Linked DNA regions of Capsicum annuum: region 2 is linked to region 1. A link is a contact called in public Hi-C data. All regions are on one chromosome and are shown on one strand. Each heading gives the region's core, a stretch centred on a gene start, on an enhancer-like site or on the middle of the called end of the contact. The rest is flanking DNA. Distances are from core to core; before and after follow the strand shown.

What was found. A called contact is a pair of places that touch in the nucleus more often than the background predicts.
Region 2: a contact with region 1 is called in a Hi-C map of bud, with 2.5 times the contacts expected there. The contact joins the promoter of LOC107854254 here to the promoter of LOC107854223 in region 1. A contact is called at or near these places in 2 of 5 Hi-C or Micro-C datasets (bud and leaf).

What each region holds. Positions count from the first base shown.
Region 1 is chr7:1,683,598-1,688,343 of UCD10Xv1.1, forward strand. It overlaps LOC107854223 (transcription factor IBH1-like 1), which reads right to left and starts at 1,933. Exons shown (of 2, transcript XM_016699220.2): 1 at 1,826-1,933; 2 at 325-1,116. The coding sequence starts at 1,091. The coding sequence ends at 519.
Region 2 is chr7:2,039,139-2,043,540 of UCD10Xv1.1, forward strand. LOC107854254 (very-long-chain aldehyde decarbonylase CER3) reads right to left here and starts at 1,835. Exons shown (of 11, transcript XM_016699260.2): 1 at 1,589-1,835; 2 at 247-473. The coding sequence starts at 1,639.

The DNA.
Region 1 (4,746 bases), core at 683-3,182:
TCAAAACAGTAACAACAACGAGATTCAAAGCAGTTTAAAAAGGAAATACGAAAATCAAAATAGTAACAACAACAAGATTCAAAGCAGTTTAAAAAAGGAAATACGAAAATCGAAACAGTAACAACAACGAAATTCAAAGCAGTTTAAAAAGGGAATACGAAAATCAAAACAGTAACAACAACGAGATTCAAAGCAGTTTAAAAAAGGAATACGAAAATTAACAACAACGAGATAATATGATATTATGAAATTCACCGTTGTATGATGAACTTAACATTGTAAAAGATAATCCAAATTCATAGAAACAAGAACAAAACAAGAAAATAACATTAATATGTAAATTTAACTTCATTATAATAGTGCTCAAATATAATGTACATTGTTACATCTTCTTTGTACTATAATAATAATAATAAAAAAAAAACTCCACAAGAGTAAAAACAAAGAAATAAATAAAAGAAGGAATTTATCATGACTTCATCATATAATTTTTTTTTTTCAAAAAAAATAAAATAAAACTACAAACTTTTTTTAGGATTATTAATCTCATAACTAGCATTATTAGCAAGATGCCTCATAACATCAACTTGAACTCTTAATGAAATAATATAATCTAGGGTTTCTTTAATTAATAAAGCATTATCCATATATTCTCCACCAGGAACAAGACTTTTAAGAACTTTTGTTCTTTTTTTCACCATTTTTTTTGCTATAATATTTGGTGAAATAATTTTTCTACCTCTTCTTGAAATTTTCCAACTTTTTTTCACAATTTTTTTGCTTCTAATAATTCCCTTTGAAGCTTTCTTGAAATTAATAATTCTAATTCCCTTAGAATTATTATCATCATCATTTTCAAGAATATTTTCTATGATGATTTTATTTGTATCATCTTTTGAAGCATTTACCATAAGTGCATGACTCCAATAAGTTGTTGATTTTCTTGTTGAAGCCATTGCTATATCTGCTGATAATTTTATAATTTTTTTTCTCTCCATTATACTCATTTTTTTTTTTGTAGAATTACATATTTGAAGACCCTTTATCCACTTCTTGAGAAATTCTTGCTTGAGTGAACTAGGATTCCTCATTTCTTCAAAAGAAAAAAACTTGAAACTACAAAAAAAAAAAAAAATACATTGACATGTTAGTTTCACAACTATTAAAAAACAAGAAAAAAAAAGATTATGAAATAGTAATTAAGCAATATCAATATATTTTTGAAGCAAGAAGAAAAAATTCCAGTAAAAAAAAAACTGAAATTAGCTATGAACTTCATCGTTAATCTGTTGTTAAACAACTCGTAGCTACTAGAATTTTTTGATAATTCATCGTTAAATAGGATTAGCAATATGAAGATATTCTTGAAGCAAGAAAAAGGAAAAAAAAAAACACTACCAATTTTTTTTTTTATTGAAATTAGCTACAAAATTCATAATTAATCTGTTGTTAAATAGCTCGTAGCTACTAGAATTTTCTAATTGACATAGCTCGTAGCTACTAGAATTTTCTAATAATCCATCAATGAACAGGATTATAAACAAATTTTGTTGTTTAGCTACAGAATTTGACCGTCACTAATTTCTAATTTATTTTTAGTAGTGATATAAAGTTTCTCTAGTTTGATTTACATGTTCTTATAAGTATACAATTTGTTATTAGAACAAGAAAAGGGCAACTAGAAATTAAAGGAATAATGTCTATAAGCTACATATGATAAGAACAAGATGCAAGATAAAAGAAAATAAACATGAACAACATATGACTATATTATATAATTATATAATAAGGTGTAATGAAAATTTGAGTGACAAAAATGACATACCTTGGTGATTTTTCTTGTATTATTCTTGGAAAAATTTGAAAGAAAGAGGTGATAAAGTATGTTGTTCTGGAAGAAGAAAATGAAAAGAATGGAAGTTTGAAGGAGAAAATAAGTGATGAAAATGCCAATTTATTTGTTCAAATGAAAGGGGTGGGGGTGGGGGTGGGGGTGGGGTGGTGGGCCAATGAGAGAAGGACATACCACATGCACTCACATGGAGGACTATGACCCACTAAGCAAATAAAACCCTAAAAAAGAGAAGATATAGTAATTATTATATCCAAAAATCTTTGGTTTAAGACAGAATAAAAAGGTTCCCTAAATGCCATGCAAAACCTAACATTTGTAACTTAATTTCACTACAAAAGTACATTAACAGAAAACCCCCAGCATAATTATATTGCCCCATGAATTATAATTACTCTTTGTTCATTAAATAATTTCTTCAAAAATAAATAAATTTTCATGGATTTAACATTTGTCTTTAATTTTCTTTTTATGATTTTTCTCCAAAGGAGATCATCTATTTGAAATGTATTGGTCCGATTAATTCAAATTTTTGCCGCATGAGAATTATTAATTATAGCGAATGACACTCTATATCAACATAAAATAACTTTTAACGGTCAAGTTTTGACTATGTCTTTGAAAAATAATCATTATAGAATTTCAATTCCACTAATATAATAATGACAATAGCTATTTTTTAATTACAAAAATTAAAAAATGACTATTTTTTGAATTTTACCCTCCTATATATGGAGATTTTTCTTTTTTTCACTGTTCAAACTCCATTAAGATATGTGTACGTTATATTTTTTTTCATATTTCATTCGTATTTTATTATAAGATTATATTAAATATGTTATTGTATTATTTGATTGAAGATTTAGTGGATAGGAAAGTGAGGAGATAAGTGTAGGGGTGGGCGTTCGGTATTTTCAAAGTTCGGGTTCAATAATTCGGTAATCGGTATTTGAATGTAGATACCACATTCCATACTTATAAACATCGGTTCGATAATTCGGTAATCGATAAATTAAACTTCGGTTCGGTTCGTTTGTTGGTAATACTATATTAAAGTTGGAGATGTGCAGATGTACGTTTAAACATCAAAGATTATATTTAATAAAAACCCCAATTAGTATTTTTTTTATTGCTTTTTAAGAATATATTACAAAAGTCCAAGAGATTCTTTTGGATAACTAATACTATTGTCTATTGGGTTGGTTAGACATATCGTATATTATATATATCTAACTCGATATTCGGTAAATGCCGAATACCAAACGGTATTAATATCTTGTATCAAACCCAATCCCGAATACTGAAATATTAAAATCTTACTCCCAAATATCATATCAAATACCGAATTATCGAATACCGAATACCAAATTTTTCGATTCAATTTGGTAATTCAATTTTCGGTATTTTATGTCCAGCCCTGGATAAGTGGTACTTTAAAGAAACTTAAAAGGAAGAGAATTTGCTTAAGTAAAAGCCATATATATTAATGAATTATTTTTGTTCTTTTTCTTTTTTTAGTCATCCAAATTGACTAAAGTAACATATGATTTGGCACAATCTACTATTTGATGCAATGAACTTTTAGAATCTAAATTTCTTTTTGAAATTGTAGTCATGTTTAATTTGTTTCTATATAAAATTACAAATAAATTAGACATACTATTAAATTTTCAAAAACATAATTAGGGCAAATGTAGGGTAAAGAGAAACATAAGCGTCATTAGCGGTCAACTATATATCTATCTTTTTCTTTAATTTCTTTATCATTAGGGATAATTACACTTTTGGTCCCTCGATTAATTGTATATTATGATTTTAGTCCCTCGTCAATCTAATCACTTTTTCGAAAAAATACGAGACATCTAAGTCATACCAGTAAAGAGATTTATTCATTTTGAAAAAAAAAAAAAATGGCGATTGGATTAGGGAGAATTACACTTTTGGTCCCTCGGTTAGTTGTATATTATGATTTTAGTCCCTCATCAATCTAATCACTTTTTCGAGAAAATACGAGATATTTAAGTCATACGAGAAAGAGATTTATTCATTTTTAAGAAAAAAAAATGTATATAGGATTGACGATAAAATAGAATCTTGGGTTGCTAATAGTGATTTGATTGAGGATGAAGAACGAGAATTCTCGGTTCAGTTCTCCACCTTAACAACCTAAAATAGGCCTGATTGATCAAATTCTATTTTTTTTTGTTTCCCTCTCGGTGTTCAGTACTCGCCCGATTAGTTCAGGTCGCGCATTGTAGGATCTATTCTGGGGGTGATGATTCCAACATGGATTTTCTCCATACCCAGAACTCGAATTCGAAACTCTAATTAAGAGTGAAGTAATCCCGCTACTACACCACAATTCATATTGGTAAATTCTATTGAGTCTATGTATATATGACTCAACATGTTTAATATTTAATTAGTTATGTGTATTAATCCTTTTGTGTATGAAATATGTTATTTTTAGACTATTTTTAAATGCATATTACATGAATAATTAAACGGCGAAATGGTTAATAGTTTTGAAAATTTATGAATATAAATAAGCAAATAAATCAAAAGTGCTCATTTCAAGTAACTAAAAGTTGAATGTGCATAATCAGATATCACAATGACTAAATATAATATTTACTAATAATCGAGGGACTAAAAATATTATTAAATCTTATCTTTTATCTTTATTTTGTTTGGACAGATATAGGGGGTGGGATTAATTAAGAACTCTAATGATATTTATTAGAGTGATATAAATATAAGATGCAAATAATTTTTTTTTATCAATTAAAAAATGTATTTTTACCCTCAATATATTTTAAGCTGTTAAACTCACCCCGAATATATATTTTAATTCTGCCGTTCTAATAAATGCAACATACAAACACTATTAATTC
Region 2 (4,402 bases), core at 585-3,084, 360 kb after region 1:
GGGTTTCAAGAAGGACCACAACCCAAGGGACTGTCGAGTGATATGATCACACAGGGTTTCGAGAAGGACCATACCCCAAGGGACTGTCGAGTGATATGATCACACGCAGGGTTTCAAGAAGGACCACACCCTAACGGATTACAATATAGGACACACAAAGAAACAAGTACAAGCATCATTAACTGATTCCACGAAATTCAAAACTACTACAAATGAATTATAGAAATCAAGATTCAAGAAAATTACCAATCCCATTCATTGTCAACTTGCTTGAAATCGACACCTTCTTTGATTATTCTTCTATTTCTTGTTAAGAACAACATGTTACTAAATGAATTCCAACAACTATGGATTGAACATCTTAGAAAACATATGATGAGAATATGTAAACACCATGTTGTTTCTTTGATGTTATTGTCTTCTTGTGATCTTGAATAAAACCATTTTGCTATGAAAGGTCCATATAGTAAATACTGTTCCAAAAATAACAAAAAAAGAAATAAGTAAGTACATATTATTCTAGATAATATAATAATAATAATAGCACGCGCTAGCCACTTTTCAGTAACGTAATCGAAAAATAAACTATCGATCTGGAGTTGTAAGTTCTACAAGTATAGTTTCACTTGTAAAAGTTGAAACTCCGAAACATCACTATTTTTCTGTTATAACGGTTGAAAAGTGATTATAAAGTTGAAACTCCGAAACAATCACTAATTTTTCTATTACAAGGGTTCAAAATAGGCTATTTGTGAAAAAAAATTTCTGACGGACGTTTCATTTAGAATTCATCTAAAATTTGAAATAATCTTCAACTAAATTAAAGTTGTCAAAAACAATTATTTTTTTATTATAAGAGTTGAAAAGTGATTATCTCATGAACAATCACTATTTTTCTATTATTAGGGTTCAAAAGTGGCTATTTGTGAAAAAAAAAATCCCAAGAAAAAAAGAAAATCTACTAGAAACACGAGTTTTTCTGGCGGACGTTCCATTTAGAATCTCGTATAAAATTTAAAAAATCTTCGATTTGATTAAAGTTGTCAGAAACAATTATTATTTTTCTATTATAAGGGTTGAAAAGTTATTATAAAGTTGAAACTCCAAAACAATCACTATTTTTTTTTTTTCTATTTTTAGGGTTCAAAAGTGGCTATTTGTGAAAGAAATTTCCCATGAAAGAAAAAAAATTACTAGAAACACGAGTTTTTCGGACGGACGTTCCATTTAGAATCCCATCTAAAATTTCAAATAATCTTCGACTAAATTAAAGTTGTCAGAAACAATTACTATTTTTCTATTATAAGGGTTGAAAAAAGTGATTATAAAGTTGAAACTCCGAAACAATCATTAATTTTTCTATTATTAGGGTTCAAAAGTGGCTATTTGTGAAATTTTTTCCCATGAAAGAAAGGAAATCTGCTAGAAACACGAGTTTTTGTGACGGACGTTTCATTCAGAATTCTATCTAAAATTTGAAATAATTTCAAAAACAATTTCGACGAGCATATTTCTGACGAAAGTTCATCTTAAAAAACACATATTTTTGATAATAAAAAGAAATAAAAGAAAAGAAAACTTCAAGTACCTTGAAAGTTCCCAAATTGTTCCATGGCCATGTTGACAATGGACCTTCCATGTTAAACAAAAAAAAAAGTACTCAAAATCTTCTTTCTATTAAAGAGAATAATAATAATAATATTTTGAACAAGAACAAATCTTTATATAAGAAAAAGAGAAAGAATTTGTTTTTTCTTTCTTTAATAATATAATAAAGATAAGATTGTGTTTGTGAGTTTTGTTGAGTTTCTCAAGAAAGTGAAATGATATATCTATGTTAACATGAGGCTATCTAACATATATATAGATGAAAATAGAAATATAGTCCCTTTCTGTCACGTTTCGCTTTTTAAGAGTCGATTTATATAGACGATAATTTCATTAATATATTCATACGAATTTTTTCATCACATTAATATAAATGGATTACAATATATAGTATTTTTTATATAATTTTTGACTAAATTTAAATTTTAATAAATTAAACTAATCTAATTCAATTGAGCTTTGAAGATTTATCAAATTAATTCTCGTGAAGCAAAACGTCATAAGTAAAATTGTACAGGGGTAAAACCTTGAAAAAAAAAAAAAGGGATAATTATTTCTTTCATTAAATTTATCTTCTGATTTTGACTTGACATGAATTTTTTTTTTTAAATAAAGAATTAAGACTTTAAATTTTGTTATCGTAAATGAAAGATAAATAGAATGTATAAAAATGTTAAAATTCTTTTTAATTATGTAGTCATAAATATGTTATATAAAAAGTTGAAATTAAATAATTATAAAAAAGAAAAGATTTTTTTTACAATGAACTAAAAGAAAATAAGCCAAACAAATTGAAACGAAAATAAAATGTTAATTTTTAATGTCACTATCAGTCCAATATTTTGCAACAGAAAAATTTACTTTAAAAAACCTAACTGTAATATTCAACACGTCAGATTTATTATTATTATTATCATTATTATTATTATTATTATATTTTCCATTGATTTTGGAGTAGCACAGCTGTAGAGACAGTAGAGATTGGTGAGAATTTAATGTGGATATATATATATATATATATATTATAGAGAGAGAGAAGCAATATGGGCAAGCATACTTTGTAGTTGTTTGGCCTTGAAAATTACTTTTTTTAGAGTTGAAGTTGAAGATAAAGTTGGAGTTGGAGTTGTGTCATGTTTTTTTGAAACCTTAATTAATTATTTTCACTTGAATTAATTATTTTATTAAATTTGATCTTCTAAGAAAAAATTACGGATGAATTATTTTTGAATAGATTAGTGCTAATTTTTTTGCTTTTTTTTTATTGATGATATTGATTTTTCTTGAATATTATTGTATCGTAAATATGGATTGTTACGTTATGTTTCATATGCGACTTTATTGATCACTTTTTAATAATTTATTAAAATCATAAAAGTCAGTATATGACATATACAGAAAATTAGAATAACAAGAAAAAAATATTAAATTTCTCACTTTTAAATAGCATAATGTACTAGGCCTTATATTTCTATAATATAGTTCATTCTAAACAAAGTTGATATATTTCCGCCATAGATTGTCATTTATTATTTTTTACTTCACGTTAGTAAATTTTGGTTAAAAGAAAAAAAAAGATTAGAATATCTATAACAATTAAAAATGATGTTGTACAATACAACAACAACAAACCCAGTGTATTCCCACCTAGTGGGGTCTGGGGGGGTAAGATGTACGCAGTCCATACCTCTACCTCTGATTTTTTTGTTGGTGGTTGATTGTAGTTATAAGAGGTGTTTGTGTAAAAATTTAAAGATTGGGGTTATATGTAATAATAATAAAAGTTGAAAATGGGAGTGGAAAATTGTGAAAATAACAAAGAGTTGTTTTCACTTTTTGGAATCCAACTTCGGAATAATTTTCTGAATTTTCATGGCCAAACACCATAATTTTCGGAAAAGTGAAAAAAGTGAAAAACAAATCCGGAAAAAAGGAAAAAAATTTATGGCCAAACGGGCCCTTTGTATTGGCCACTAAATTTTTTTGATATATATATATATATATTTTATTCGGTATTCGATATTCATGTTGAGGGTCAGCTAATTTGAAAATACGCCGCGTAAGGCTCATTAGAGATGGAAGTGGTATAACAATATTTTTCGGATTGTCTTGTGAGCACTTCAATTATTTTTCAGATACTTTCAAGCCTTGAAAACAGTGGAAATGTAAGGTGAGGTTGCGTACAATATATCCTTTTGGTGGGGCTCTTCCCCAGACCTTGTATAGAGCGAAAGTTTTAGTGCACCGGACTGCCTTTTTACTTATTAGCCTCTCCCGCTTTAGTACACAGGGTTGCCCTTTTACTCATTACTCCCCCTCCCCCTTTCTCTGATATAGGTCTCTCGGACAAGCTTTTGCACGTCGATTATTTCATCGGACCAAGTATGTACTATTTAACTCCCACTAGTAGTACACTAGAGGAAGTTCAGATCAACTTGTGCATATCGATTATTTTATTAGATCGGGTACTTTTTACTTATGACCTACACTGAATCAGCTTCTGCATCTTGATTATTTTTATTGGAAATTTTTTACCTCTCGCCATCGTATATATCAGATTATCCTGTCCCCAAAGTTTAGATAGATGGGAAGAAATCACCTAACTATTGTTTTTGTGTCTATAGGAACTGAAATCCTCATCTCTTGTATGTAAGCTCATTTCATTGATCACTGGACTACACCCTAATCACTGGACCATCTTGTGCGCGATTTAATTATTCGACCAGATACTTATTACCTTCCACCAGTATATAAGTGTTTCGTCCAACTTACATGTCTCAACTATTTCGTCGGA